Regions from separate parts of the Mus musculus genome. Here all the other regions are linked to region 3. Evidence: chromatin contacts called from public Hi-C data. All regions are on one chromosome and are shown on one strand. The core of a region is the stretch at or near the end of the contact, and the rest is flanking DNA. Distances in the headings are between cores, read along the strand shown. Region 1 holds the start of Rln1 (relaxin 1). Region 2 has its middle 7.7 kb from the start of 4430402I18Rik. Region 3 overlaps Rcl1 (RNA terminal phosphate cyclase-like 1).

Region 1 (4,975 bases), core at 506-3,005, 190 kb before region 3:
TTTTTTTTTGTATTTTAGGTTTTTTTAGTAAGACTTCGTCCAGTTAGAGTCAAGAATGTTTGCTTAATTTCCAGTGCCTTTTTTTTAATGTATTGTAGAGTTTTAGGTCTTTAATCTGGTTATAACTAACAGCTGAGGTACCACAACTGAGGAGAGTTTGTTTAGTTTTGGTTTTTAAATTATGTTTGCTACAAAATACTATAGTTGCCTCATTGAGGACAACGTTAAAAGAAAGGAAGGATGGAAGGAAGGAAGGAAGGAAGGAAGGAAGGAAGGAAGGAAGGAAGAAAAGAGAGAGAGAGAGAGAGAAAGGAAGAAAACTAAAAGGGCTTTATATGCTATGGACAGTCTAATAAATCAAATTCATTTAAAAATTTGAAAAGAAAAAAATGGATAAATTTCTAGATATAAACTTATCAAGATTGACCCGTGACGACATAGACAACCAGAAGAGACTAAGTCAAGTATGGAGCATGTGTAACCAAGTCTCCCAACAAAGAGAAGTTCAGCCCCAGGTGGCTCTGTCGCTGAATCTTACCAGATTCTCAAAGTATTCCAAAGAATCAGTTTATTCTCTCAGTTCAGCATTGCTCCATACCAAAAGGAAACAGAGACACAACAAACAAAACTATAAACCAATGTCATTGATAAACATAGATACAAAACCACTCAACAAAATATTAAACCATCAAAAAGATCATTCATGGTGATGAAGGTGGATGAGTCCGAGAGGCAAGGGTAGTTTACCATATGCAAATCAATAAATGTAATATATCATCAGAATGAATTGCAAAAGCTGTAAAAGTTATCTCCATATAAGCAGGTAAACCTTTGGATAAAAGTCAACACTGTATCATTATTTAAAGCAAGTTACAGAAAGAAAGTTGCTACCTGACATAATCAAGAGTGTACAACAAGCAGCAGCCTACAATCATATCGGATGCGGAGAACCTGAAAGCATTTCCTGTGATACTTAGAACAAGACAAGGGCATTGGCTCTTACTGCTCTCGGTCCCCATTGTCCTAAAGACTTTAGGATGAACCATAAGGCAACGAAGTGCGCAGAAAACAAGTAGCCAGGAAGGAAGTCAAATGGTGCAGATACTATGATTCTATCTATTAAACACACTCTCTCTCTCTCTCTCTCTCTCTCTCTCTCTCTCTCTCTCTCTCTCTCTCCATTATGACTAACAGAATATCCACTGTAGGATCTAAAACCAACCTACAAATCTCAACAGGATTTTAAAACAACCGTACTGAATTTGCTTAAGAGAAATCACAAAAGGTTCACGTCAGCAAAAGCAAACAAAAACAAAACAAAAAACACATTCCAGGTGAAAAGTCAGTTTCCCTCTTAATTAACAGTTTACCCTCCTCCCGTTATGTCTTCTATGACCGGACCTACCAGCAATTGCAGCCATAACCTTAGTGGGGTTAGAAGGTAACAAGAGAAACGTTCATGCTGGGAAGCCTTTGCTTGTAAGAAGATAGGTGGTCTCTATTGCTGATGTGACTTAGTCCAGGGGCCATGCCTTATTCTGTAATTAAGAAAAAACTTCAAATCCAAAGTGATTTTGGGATATAAGGTTGTTTGGGGGCAAGAATAAAGAAGACAGAAGGGTGGTGTGATGAATGAAAGGTGGGTAAGGGGAACGAGACTCAAGAAGACAATACCACGCAGGCTGAGGGTGGGAAGTGGGTGGAGCTGGAACCATCAACACTGGTGCTGAGAGCTCCCAAGGGATATAAAAGCCGGATTGAGCACTGGGGAAGCAGCAGGAGCCCAGTCCCGCCAAGGCTGAGCCGCCCAGAAGCAGCCCAGACCGGAATGTCCAGCAGATTTTTGCTCCAGCTCCTGGGGTTCTGGCTATTGCTGAGCCAGCCTTGCAGGACGCGAGTCTCGGAGGAGTGGATGGACGGATTCATTCGGATGTGCGGCCGTGAATATGCCCGTGAATTGATCAAAATCTGCGGGGCCTCCGTGGGAAGATTGGCTTTGAGCCAGGAGGAGCCAGCTCTGCTTGCCAGGCAAGCCACTGGTGAGCGCCTTCTCATCTCACCCCTTCTTCTCATGCTTCCCATTGGCTGACCACCAATTGGAAAGGTCCCCTGCCTCCCCCCGGGGCGGGGGAGGTTTGTGATCCCCAGCCTCAGGTTTGACGTGCTCGTGCTCGGTTGGGTCAGAGTTTCAGTGAAAACCTATCAGAGGGAATTGGATATGCTGCAGGCAAGGGCTTCATTTACACTAGGAATGGAGCTAGGACCTAACGGGAGCCAAAATCTGGGCTGTGGAGTATGCCCGGGCGGACTACTGCTCCCTGTTTGTAAGACACATCACCTAGGGAGCCTTGCTGTGCATCTTTTTTTTAACTGGGCTTGCAGTTTAATTGAGAGGTTGGGGGGATGTAAGAAAATCAATAAGGGCTAGCACGCAGACTATCATGACCGAAAACTCATTAGTGTCATAAAAATAACATTTGAATCCAAAATCTAGTAATTAAAAAGTGAATACCTGTATGAGTTCAGTTAGATTAAAATGTTATATTTGTGTCTATTATCTACAAACCAAACATACGGATTTCAAAAATAGTTGTAAATAAGGAATTTCAAGGCACAAAAGCTTGTAAGTTAACTCTGACCCCCGACTACAGCTGGCCTTTGCTTACTGGTTTTAAGTACATCAACTTTGCTTGGCAGCCGATGAAACTCTGACTGGACAAAATCTTAGAGCAAGGAGGGATTGGTAAACTGAGTTAAAGTTAGAATGTCTTCCTGAAGGAAAAAGGCAGGACTTCTGATAGACACAAAATGGTACAGAATGCCACCTGCTGTCACTGGTTTAGACTTGGAATGAACAGGTGTGACAGTGCCATCACTTTCCGTGCCAAATTCCAACGGCTGAAGTTGGTTGTTGGCTAAAAGGACAACGGGACCCTTAGGAAGGATCTTTGTCCCAGAGCACCCCAGTATAGGGGAACGGTTTGGCTTTCTCTGGAGGGTAAGCCTCCAAGGCTAACCTGGTATCTCCCTTGCACACTTAGGCTGTGCCTTTTGGATTCCTTGGTTTCATTCTTTCCAGAGGAGTGACTGATTGGTAAGCTGACACGCTGTTCTGCTGGACATGAAGAATGGCATCAAGAGCTGAGCTATTGCACTGTAATCTAAACTTGATTAGCATTGCCAGGTTTTTTTTGTCTGCTAACACTCTAAATTTGTGCATTTGGAATAGGTAAGAGCAGGGGGAAGGTCTGAGTTACTATAAAGAGTTTTGTAGGCAGAAAAAAAATTTTTTTTCCTGTAAATCTCCTAACTGACACTGCTGGTGGAAACAGTCCGTGAATGCTGAACTGTAAATGTGTACAAAGAAGGAAGGGGTCACTTGGTTCTAGAGGGTTTCCCACAGCACGGGAGCAAACACCACACTCAGCACATTGGTCCAGGCACCACTGGGAAACACACAGTTTGGGAAGCGTTCTTTTTGGCTGTTTCTGTCTTGAGTATACAATACCACTGACTTGGAGCAAACACTCTAGGGAAGAAAGATTGCTCCGTAAGTGTTCAGAGACATCCATCCTTCTCTAGTCAGAGCTGAGCTGCTGGAAATATCTGTCTTTTAAACTTTATCCTAAAGCAGTAACTTGACACTCTGGGACTCCTAAAATCATGGAAATAGTTTTCAAGGACTACTTTTTCATGGTGCTAAGGCAATGAAGAAAATGACTCAGGTTAGAAAACATGTAAATGAGTTGGTTTTGTTTTATTTTATGTTACTTTATTTTATTTTATTTTTTGAGATGGGATCTTTCTAACATAGTCCTGGCTAATCTGGAATTCTGTAAACCTGCTGGCTTTGAACTCATGGAGGTCCACTTGCCTCTGCTCTCCAAATGCTAGGATTAAAGGTGTGTGGCACCACATTGGGCTAGAAAAGATGAAAAATAGTGTTGTTGATAGCCAGCGTGATTGCAGAGAAATAAGAGTTTAGTGACAAAGGGTGAAAATTACAGTGATAAAAGCAAGATGAGGACACTTGCAGAAAGAAGCCACATGGGGCAAACAGAGCCTTGGTAAGATCGTAGCAGTCTGAACTGCCTAGCCAGCAAAACCACTGAGATTTTCAATACTCTCTGACCCCGGTTCCGTGTTTAATTATATCCAGGCAAAATGCTTTTCTCTATACAGATGTCTGTATTTTCCCAAATGCACCTTGACATGAATATTGCCTACCCCACTCACTTTTCTTTTTTAAACTTAACAGAAGTTGTGCCATCCTTCATCAACAAAGATGCAGAGCCTTTCGATACGACGCTGAAATGCCTTCCAAATTTGTCTGAAGAGCTCAAGGCAGTACTGTCTGAGGCTCAGGCCTCGCTCCCAGAGCTACAACACGCACCTGTGTTGAGCGATTCTGTTGTTAGCTTGGAAGGCTTTAAGAAAACTCTCCATGATAAACTGGGTGAAGCAGAAGACGGCAGTCCTCCAGGGCTTAAATACTTGCAATCAGATACCCATTCACGGAAAAAGAGGGAGTCTGGTGGATTGATGAGCCAGCAATGTTGCCACGTCGGTTGTAGCAGAAGATCTATTGCTAAACTCTATTGCTGATACGGAGCTAATTGTGTACCACCAGTCCAGTGTTCACATGCATTCTTGCTACCTGGTTGATGGCCTCTTTCTGTTCCCTTTTCTTATTTATTAGGATTTGAGAAACCATAATTTACATATGGATTTGTCCTTTGATATAAAAGAAATGTTCTTTGAATTATTGTAGTTCTGTTAATAATATTTGTATGCAAAACTCATCTTGTCCTTTTAATGGTCTTATTGCTTTTGAATAATATTAATTTAAAATGATTATACATCCTTACCACTGCATGCATACAATGCTAATACAATGCTCTCTTAAGAAATCCTGTGGGCTCTTCTGGCCTCTGCAGGCACCACACATGCTTGTGGCAGGCAACATAAACTCAGG
Region 2 (4,548 bases), core at 1,288-3,787, 160 kb after region 3:
TGTGCTATCTATTTTTATTGAGAACACAGTTCTTACAGTGCAGGGCTGTATCCCCTTTCTATGGATTTCCTTCTGAAATAATTGCAAGGTATTAATTATACCCTGTGGTAATTATATTGTCTGCATTTGCATTGAATATATAACCATATTTCATTTTATATGAGTGAGAGATTGATATGAAAGATTTCAGACTGATTCCACCAAGAATCCCTTTAAGCTATGAGCTATGGTAGGACAGGAAGCCCATGTAAGCATGTGGTAGTGTTTCCATTTAAGCATCTTATAGATTGGAAGGTATATATATATATATATATATATATATATATATATATATATATATATATATATATTGTTTTTTGTTTGTTTTTTTGTTTTTTGTTTTTCGAGACAGGGTTTCTCTGCGTAGCCTTGGCTGTCCTGGAACTCACTTTGTAGATCAGGCTGGCCTCGAACTCAGAAATCCGCCTGCTTCTGCCTCCCAAGTGCTGGGATTAAAGGCATGCGCCACCATGTCCAGCGAAGGTATATACTTTAAACACACAAATGTTGAGCTACAGAAATTCCTAAACTCCATCACCCAAACTCAGCCATTGTGAGGATTTTGCTACACTCGCTTCCTGAAATATTTGAAAGTAAAATCTAAGCATTATGTCATTTTACCACTATGCACATATGATGATCAACCTTTATTGATCCATACTAGATGTGGGCGGCCCCATCCCAGGGACCACTGAGGAGGAACCTACAGCTTCATTTGGGCAAGGCAAGCTGGCTAGCAATGGGGTTATAGCTGCAGCCTTTCTCTTTTAGCTTCCTGACTGTGGACACAGCAAAGTGGACAGTGACGTCACTCACCTGCTGCCTCATCTTGCCCACCACTGATAGGCCTGACTCTCATACTCTGAGTCAAAAGAAACCTTTCCTGGGATTGCCTTTGGCAGGCACATACTTACACAGTAATAATACGGTAATGCAACATCTTAATATGCATCTCTAAACAAAGTTAATGTTCACCCCACACAGACAAAAAAAAGCTTCCATACCTACCAAAATTAATCAATGGCTATTATATAGTCAATCTCCAAGCATTGTAAAAATGTCCTGTAATTCTCAAACACTGAGTTGGTTTGTTAAAATCAAGGTGTAAAAATAGCTCACCTATAATATTTGGTGATTGGTATTTTTAAGATCTGTACCAGTTATTGCCAACACTTCCTTTGTTCTAACAATGCCATTGACATTGCCAATGACAACTTTTGGTTGTCATGTAGAAAGCTCAACGTCATATGTGTGACAGGATGCCTTTTTGTGGTGCCGTTAGTGTGTTTCTCAGCTGGCAGTGTAGCTCAGTGGTAGAGTACAAGGACTTAGGTCCTACCCCTGACACTGTAAAACAAAGCAAAACTTATCTCCCATAACTGCTTGAAGAGCAGTTAAGTCTAGAGCAATATTGCAACCTAAAACACTCTCTGATGACGGGAACAATCTCTGCATTGTCTGTGTAATAGTCACTAGCTATGCGTAGCTACTGAGCACTAGGAATGTGACCAGAGCAAGCGAGGAGCTAGACTTTATGTATTTATTTATTTATCTTGCTTTAGCTAACTTAGTTATATGTAGCCACTATATTAGACAATGTGACACCAGTATCCTGATTGAACTTAATGTCAATTTCTTTTTTTTTTAGTCTTAAATGCCTCCAGATCCATCTTTTGAATAATACAAGTCAGCATGTAGTACTACCATAGTGATGTAGTTAAAGTTGTTCAGTGGGTCTATATAGATAGTAGTAGCCTGATCCTTTAGGGGGAGTTTTCCAAAGGATGCAATTTTAGTCATTTTTAACATATAAATGTCATGTTTACGGTTCGTTAAAAGCAAGGGAAGAGTTCATTTATTTATTCATAGTAAAAGAAAGGTACAATTTCTTCTTGAAATATTAAACTGTGCAAAAGCTGAAAAGTTAAAGTTTTAAAGAAAGACGTTGGAAAAGGATAGACATAAGATATAGTTTTGGGTTTGTTTGTTTGTTTCTAAAGGCCGGGGGTTGTGCACAAAAATCAAACAAATTTAGTGTTCTACAAACTCATGATTGCTGAATTGGCACAAAGACCCTTCCCCGCGCTTTATGACACCAGCACTGAGTCACAGAAGCCCCGCGGCTCCTAGTTCCTGAGAAGCCCTGACCTCTTGGGCAAATTTTGCCCGCGTGGGTCTGATGGGGAAAGATGGAATTTCTTGGAACCATTCAGACAGCGAGTTACTGTGGCTCCAAGAAAGACTGTGGCTTGCAGTGGCCGCCCCCTGCTGGGCAGGACCCTGAGGTACAGGAGTGCTACCAATCCTTTCACCTGCCCCGCTGCCGCTCTGCTTGGAGACCCAGAGTCTTCTACAAGGTCGCCACCACCCAGAAAAGCCAGGAGGATAGCGCAGGCGACCAGGGGCTGTCCACAATTCTGCCCTCGCTCCACTCCCCGCACTTCAATCGTTATACCCAACGCGAATGGGACCGCTCTAATGATCTGCTGATCAGTATTGCAGAGGCATCGCGGCTCCGCGCCAGCCGGCTGACAGACGACTCCCTGCGGATCATGCAGGATAAGGAGCAGCTGACACGCCAGATGCAAGAGGGAACCTTCCGGAACCTGGGCCAGAGGCTCTCCGACATCCGCTTCTGGAAGTCCGGGTTGTGTCATGAGCGGGACATGCTGATGGCGGAGATCAACAACTTGAAAACCCTCAAGATGCGCTTGGAGTGCGCCGCTAAGGAGGTGAACTGTCCCCTGCAGGTGACCCTGGACTATCTGTACAGTAAGGAGAAAAGGATCGGGATTAACCTGGTCCATGACAACGGGGAGAAAAACCTTCTCCGGGTAGCAGATTTACTTAAATGTTGCCAAGATCAGATGAGAAAATTAGCTAAACGAATTGATTCCCAGATGCAAGATAATCGAGATGTTCAACATGCCCTAGAGCAAGACATCGCAGACAAGAGCTCTGCACAGTCTATTGAGGAGAGATGTTTAAACCTAAAAAACACATCTGAATCCATTAACTTCTTCCGTGGCATGGAGAACTTTGACGAAACGGTCTCCGTTCCTGAAACCTGGGCCAAGTTCAGCAGTAACAACATCAGACACGCTCAGACTACGCGGGCCAAGTCTGTCCAGCTGCGGGAGGAGGTAGAGCACCTGTTTGAGACCTTGACAGCCCAGGTGTGGAGGCATTTCACCAACATCAACCTGGCCTACCAGTCTGCCCAACCTGGAGTTCTACAGGGGTGTGGCAAACACCAAATAAGACCCAGCAGCTGCAGAGCAGTCTTCTAGAAAGGCAGACACCACTAGTGAACCAGCAGTTCAATCCTGAAGAAACCTCTAGCCCTTTTCTTTTCTTCTTTTTTTTTTTTTTATACTCAGTCACCTTTATTAGTTATACCTCAGGTTATTTTTTTAAATAATATTTCACACCATTAAAGCAATCACACCACATTAATTAAATTGATGCATCCCAAATTCATGCGTCTTGATCTTTACAGGTGATAAAGATTACATCTCAATAAAAAAAAAATCCTTCGATGTCTTGCTTTGATGTTCTCTTTAAAAGAATTATAATGAAGAACCAATTCTTTTCATTTTTGTTTATGGGGGAAAGAGGAGGAGATAGCATCTTGCTGTGTAGCTTAGGCTGCACTTGAAAATTCTATTCTGTCTCAGACTCTCACCGCCAAACCTCACACTTGAAGGGCTGTTTCAAAGGTTTATTCTATCTCCTTCCACAAGTCGGCATCGAAACACCCAAGTATCCTTAAAGTCCAGGGTTCCTTCGACTCCGTACTGTTTCTCCGTTATCTTGAAAACTCCCTTGGAGATGTTTTCTTGACTGGTGCCCTTCCTGGTTGATATGCTTGCAGTCAGAACTGACAGTGGCAGGAAAGAATGAGCAGAGGTCAGAAGAAAACAGCGTCGCCCTTCTCCATCGCCGCGTACACCCGGGTGTTGTTCTGCTCATAGTCTTGGATGCCATGGTACATTTTTTAACTCCTCCCTCCCACTTGAGGTAATCATGTAGCTTCAGAGTGTGTTTGTGGGTGCCTGGGAGCACAACCAGACAACTGTTTCTGTTAATGTGCACCGTGGCTGTCCAAGCACAATTTGGTCCCTGGATAGGAATGGGAAATAGTGTAGATTCTGATGCAGGCGGGGAGGTGGGGAGGGGCGGGGGGCAGGGCGTCTACTAGCCAGAATCTGAAAGTTTATCAGCATCCCATGCAGAGTCATAAAATTGGTTCCAGGAAACACCCTATATTTCAGAATCTGGGGTGAGGGCTCAGTATCTAAAGAGCTCCTCATCTTTTTGGAAATCCTGGATCTTTGTAACCACTCTCTCGCTTGGCATATAATCCTGTTTTGCAATGGTTACAGCTCTCATTACAATGACCCTGTTGGTTTCACCTCCTTTCTGCAGATTCTTTCAAACTCAGCTGAAAAACATTGAATATCATCAGATATCAGATTTTTTAAAATATTTTTTTATTACATATTTTCC
Region 3 (4,896 bases), core at 1,722-4,221:
CACACCTCAGCAAGGTAAGTTCGGCTGGAGACAGGCTAGAGGTTAGTGTAAGACACTCAGCCTTCCCGTCCCACATACTTATTACAGTCACAAATATGGAGGTAATTTTGAGTGGTGCATATTACATTTCTCCCCTTAGTCAGAGCACCATGGGGTAAAAAAAGATGAACAAAGACAATTTCTTATCCTGAACGCCAGCAACTGCCTTCTACTTACTCAACAGTATTTTCTGCGAGTCTCTATTAGAGTCAGGCTCTGTTACTGGTGCTAGGGACACTGTAGTCAAAGCAAAGATGAAACCAGGAACTTCCCCATGCAGATCTCCATCTGCTGCTACAGACTACAGAAGAAAGTTCAGGATTCTTAAGAACAGTTGTTAAATTTTCAATGAAGCCACAGAGAAGGAGGAGGGAAGCTGCAGTTGTGGTTTGGTGGTAGAGCCCGCCCTTGCCTAGCAGTAGGGGGAGACGTGTGCTTATGTGCTTCCGTGTGCATATTTAACAGGAGACAAGTGTTAACTGAGGTACCAGAGAAGAGCTCACAGCGAACGCTGTGAAGATTCATGAGGCTGTTTCTTCCCACTCCCTGCAACAGAAAGCATGGCATTCCCCTTCCTGAGACAGCGGTTCTTCAGGCACACTGTCAAGAAGCTTTAGGGGGTTCGAACCGCTGCCCTAGGACACTCAGTGTGACCCCAGTTAAGCCACAGGGCTCACCTGGAGCATTCACTAAACGCATAGGCTCCTAAGGGTTAGACGAAGTATCCCCATAGAAATGCCTAGAATCACAGAGCCTATGTAAACACACACTCTCCTCTTTCCTGAATTCTATGTTGTCGGGGCATAGGGGCCAGAAATCTTCCATCAGCAAGCATCCCCCGTGGCTCTTATGGAGCAAGCTGAAGGAACACTGCTAAGTGAATAACCTGGTGTTCATCTGCAATAAAGCATCACACAGACACCTGTGGCACACTGGTCCTGATCCGGCCAGCCTCCCCGCCCCAGCCACATAGTTCTAAGCCTAAAGTACACAGAGAGCACCTGAGGAACTTTCATCATACGGATTCTAGACGGGCACATCAGTGGAACAAAACTGGGAGTCAAGAAATAAACCCACAGACTTAAGGCCAAGTTAATAGCCTTATCAGGAATAAATCAGGCAAATGATATGGGAATGACCAATTATTCACAAGCAAAGAATGGAGGCTTTTGACTCCTTCCCAGCACACGGAATCAGCTCCAGCTCTTCCAAGGTCTTTGTAAACGCTGAAACTATAGGGTGAACGCCATTACGTTCGGACAACGAACAATTTAATGGTTGCCAAAACAGAAACACCAAAATCAGAGCAATGAGAGAACCAAGAACTCTACAGTAATTTAGGAAAACAACTAAAAAGACAGGCAGGAGATCCAAGTACAATGGAAAGAGGCTATCTCGTCTGCCATTAGGGAAATGAAAAGCAAGTCTGCAGGAAGAAACTACTTCATGCTCAACTGGTGGCACTAAGAAAGGCACAGTGACACGTGTGATGGGAAGCAGCGGGTAAGCTACTGCACACGCCATGACAGGAATGTAAAGTACGGCTGCCTAGAAAACAACCAGCCCTTCAAACTCAAGCACAGAGATGCGTGCTCCAGGGAGAATGCATGCCCCGGGACAGTGAAAGCACACAACCTGCAAAACCACCTACAAACACACACACACTCGCAGCGGTGCTGTTCATAAGCGCGAACCACCCAATAAGAGCACATAAGGAGAACACCCCAATGTCCACCGACTGACAAAAGAAAAGGCGTGTCCTATTCATGGGGTGTTATCAGCACTTGTATGTGCTCCAACAGGATAAGCGCTGTAAACTGTGCTAAATGAAAGAAGTGGTTGCTAAGGACCTATATCATTACATAGGGTTATGTTGTTTTCTAGACAACGGTCACAAGAGCTCTCTATTACTGCGACAGAGCTGGGACGACAGCGGGACAAATGGGCAGCGACCACAAATGGCACAGCGTTTCTTTCCGGGGTGATAAAAATGTGCTAAAGTTAGACTGTGGTTATTCAACTCTATGAGTATACTAAAGACTATTAAACTGAACACTGTAAATGGGTAAGCTGTATGGCCGGATAAATTATATTTCTACACATCTGTGAGTTTAAAAAATGTACTAATCCCAGGTCCCAACCCTAGTCAGTTACAGATGAAATTAAGGATGAAGCCTGCTGCGGTGAATGTGCCTCCTCTGTGCTTGATCCACTCACAGGAGGGAAATATACCAAGAGACTAGATCATAGCAGATCAACTCACCCTCTGTGTGAGCTGTAGGCATGTCACAAGACAGGGACCAACTGCTAAGCACCATAGCTCAGGTGAGATATACTTTGCTGACCCTCCATGTAAGACCATACGACTTCATCTTTACAACGCAAGCCCATTTAAAATTCTTCCATAGAGCCTTCCTAGCCACTAGCACTCATCCATCTGATCCTTCGCTGTCTTAATGGAGTTTCTACAGCGTTCTCTGCTTAGTGGCTACATAAGTGACTGCCAGCTACACAGTGCTGACCCTCTGGGTAAGTCACACAAGTATCTCAACAATGATGGCCTGCACACATGAAACTCTCTCCCTGCTATTGAGACACTAAGAACTGAAGCGTTGGGGGTAACTGAGAAAGGACTTCAGCGATCTTGGTAATTAGGGGAAGTCAGCTCTCCCCCTGCTGGCTTTCTGGTCTTACTGACCATGGGAATTCTTTCCCTCTTTTTTCCTTTTTTCTTCTCTCTCCATCTATCCATCTGTTTCCCCATCTTGTCTTAGGGAAAAGAAGACAAAGACACAAACCCCACAGATAAACAAGCCACACACACGTGTGAGCCAAGTTTCTAACTGGCAGCCTCGGAGAAGAAAACACCAGGACCTTCCTCCCCACTTCTCTGCAGGCTGAGGGGAGGACAGCTCGGTCTCCCTCACTGCTGCGTAGACTAACACAGGCCTGAGGCAAGCTTCCCTCTGGGCCTCATTCAGCTACTTCACTCTGAATCATTCAACTGGACTAAAAAAGCCAGATGCCCTCTCCTGCTGGCAGAACTCCTGGGAACTTGAGCTTGCTTGGTGTCTTGGAGGAGGGTGGAAGAGATGCAGACCGAGGGTGCAGGCCTGTTTATGTACAGCATTGAGGAACTTGTAGCTTTTGGAACAGTTAGGAAAAGCAAAGGTTGTTTGACTTTCTCCACAGTGTTTTGCCGGCCTCTCGGGCTGTCTGAGCAAGCCAGCAGAAGATGGGTCTGAGGGGCATTTCAGAATGCCCTTCTTCCACCTCCAGCCTCATTTTCCCTACCATCTTAAACCCAAACAGCTTCCTTAAGAAAGTGAAATTGGCTGGGCTGTGGTGGTGTACACCTTTAATCCCAGCACTCGGGAGGCAGCCCCAAGTAGATCTGAGTTCAAGGCCAGCCTGGTCTATAGAGGGAGTTCCAGGACAGCCAGAGCTACACAGAGAAACCCTGTCTTGAAAAAGAGAAAAGGGCTGGGTGGGTATCTGATCCAAAATCAAGGAGCAGCTTTTCTTATAACCCTCTTGGGGCAACTAGAGTTTAATGCAACTTCTGAGTAAATGATCTTAGTTTCTCACTTGACAACTGGATCTGCACTGTTTTGTCTGTCTACTTATCTATCTATCTATCTTTCCCTTTAGAACAAAGTGATTCACTGTTAACACGAACAAGACTTTGCTATGAAAGCCCCCACTCTATCTGACAAGGTTTCAGAGACTTCTGGAAGCTGAGATAATTGTCCCTGTGTGCTTCCAAAGGTTGGTTGTTCCCACTGTCACTGTCAACAAGCAAGGACCATCTGCCCACAGAATCTCCATGGCCAGGCCTGGACTGGCTCAGGCTCAGCCCCTCCAATGCCCTTGGAAGCACAAGAGGGAAGCAGTGATGGGTCAGCCTCTTTCTGGTGATACGAACAGAAAATCCTGCCTCCTGTTTCACCAACCCAGGTTTCTGTGTCACCTGGACACAGGGTTAGGGTTGCCAACAAGTTAGGTCTAAGGAGTTGTCCTAGAAGCCGAGAGACAAGATCTGAGAGCAAGGAAAAACCGCGTCACATGGTTCCCTGGTTCCCCGCAGTCATTACATGGCAGCTTTTGAGACCAGTGGTGTGTCTGATGCCAACACTTCAACTCTACTCCAAGAATGACGTTATTAAACTTGGTTCAAGGCAACAGGAAACAGAACTGGTTGACTGTGCCGCTGGCACACAGCCAACCACTCTCCATAAGCAATATCACTTTATGAAAAAAAGCACCATGGTCCAAGGTGTCCAGAAGCTGAAATGAGGACTTGTGAACGTTGTAGCATGATGTTCTGTATCAGCAAAGTCGTGAGAAGCCAGTGACAGTGATGGGTCACAGCTCTTAAGCTAAAAGCAGTCAGAGAAGCAATATCTCCAATGAACCTGTTCCATCCCCCCAGCCCCCGCTTTTGTGTGACCCTGGCAAGTGACATGTCTTATCAGTTAAGATGAGGCACACAACTGCACCTACATTTTCACTCACAGAGGGTTATGCTGGAAACCACAGGAGTTAAAAGATTTAAAATGAACGGAAAGTTCAACAAAAGGGGCATCAGCCTCATGCTGAAAACCCAGACAAATGTCCAGGACTCATGAACTCATGGATCTTGGAGAACCTACAACCAGCATAATCCCTAACTACACTCTAAATAGTTGCTCTTATACCACAGCTAAGTGTGGTCCTCACGCATCAAGGAAACTTCTCTTTGCAACAGATAGAGATCATCACAGAAAACTACAGCCAATCAAAATGCAGAGGTGTAGAGCCCAGCCCCAACAGATAAATATGCCTATAATTCCCATACCTAAGGCTCAAAGAACATTT

What was found. A called contact is a pair of places that touch in the nucleus more often than the background predicts.
Region 1: a contact with region 3 is called in a Hi-C map of cerebral cortex, with 4 times the contacts expected there. A contact is called at or near these places in 5 of 39 promoter capture datasets (the C10 cell line, hematopoietic stem and progenitor cells, hippocampal neurons and 2 more), 3 of 484 Hi-C or Micro-C datasets (cerebral cortex, cortical glia and large pre-B cells), 2 of 130 datasets of targeted methods (double positive thymocytes and effector CD8 T cells) and 3 of 9 other capture datasets (adipose tissue, liver and macrophages).
Region 2: a Hi-C map of uterus shows a contact between it and region 3, with 2.8 times the contacts expected there. A contact is called at or near these places in 3 of 39 promoter capture datasets (the 3T3-L1 cell line and fetal liver), 5 of 484 Hi-C or Micro-C datasets (the G1E-ER4 cell line, liver, nephron progenitors and 1 more), 1 of 130 datasets of targeted methods (embryonic stem cells) and 1 of 9 other capture datasets (adipose tissue).

Annotation. Positions count from the first base shown.
Region 1 is chr19:29,331,450-29,336,424 of GRCm38.p6, reverse strand. It overlaps Rln1 (relaxin 1), which reads left to right and starts at 1,755. Exons shown (of 2, transcript NM_011272.2): 1 at 1,755-2,039; 2 at 4,259-4,670. The coding sequence starts at 1,829. The coding sequence ends at 4,605. It overlaps Gm52390 (a long non-coding RNA gene), which reads right to left and starts at 1,787. Exons shown (of 3, transcript XR_003952902.1): 1 at 1,675-1,787; 2 at 1,406-1,538.
Region 2 is chr19:28,973,285-28,977,832 of GRCm38.p6, reverse strand. It overlaps the pseudogene Gm3621 and the pseudogene Gm4844. Among named protein-coding and RNA genes, the nearest start is that of 4430402I18Rik, 7.7 kb to the right of the region's middle.
Region 3 is chr19:29,138,061-29,142,956 of GRCm38.p6, reverse strand. All of the region lies in intron 8 of Rcl1 (RNA terminal phosphate cyclase-like 1), which reads right to left. Among named protein-coding and RNA genes, the nearest start is that of Mir101b, 5.2 kb to the right of the region's middle.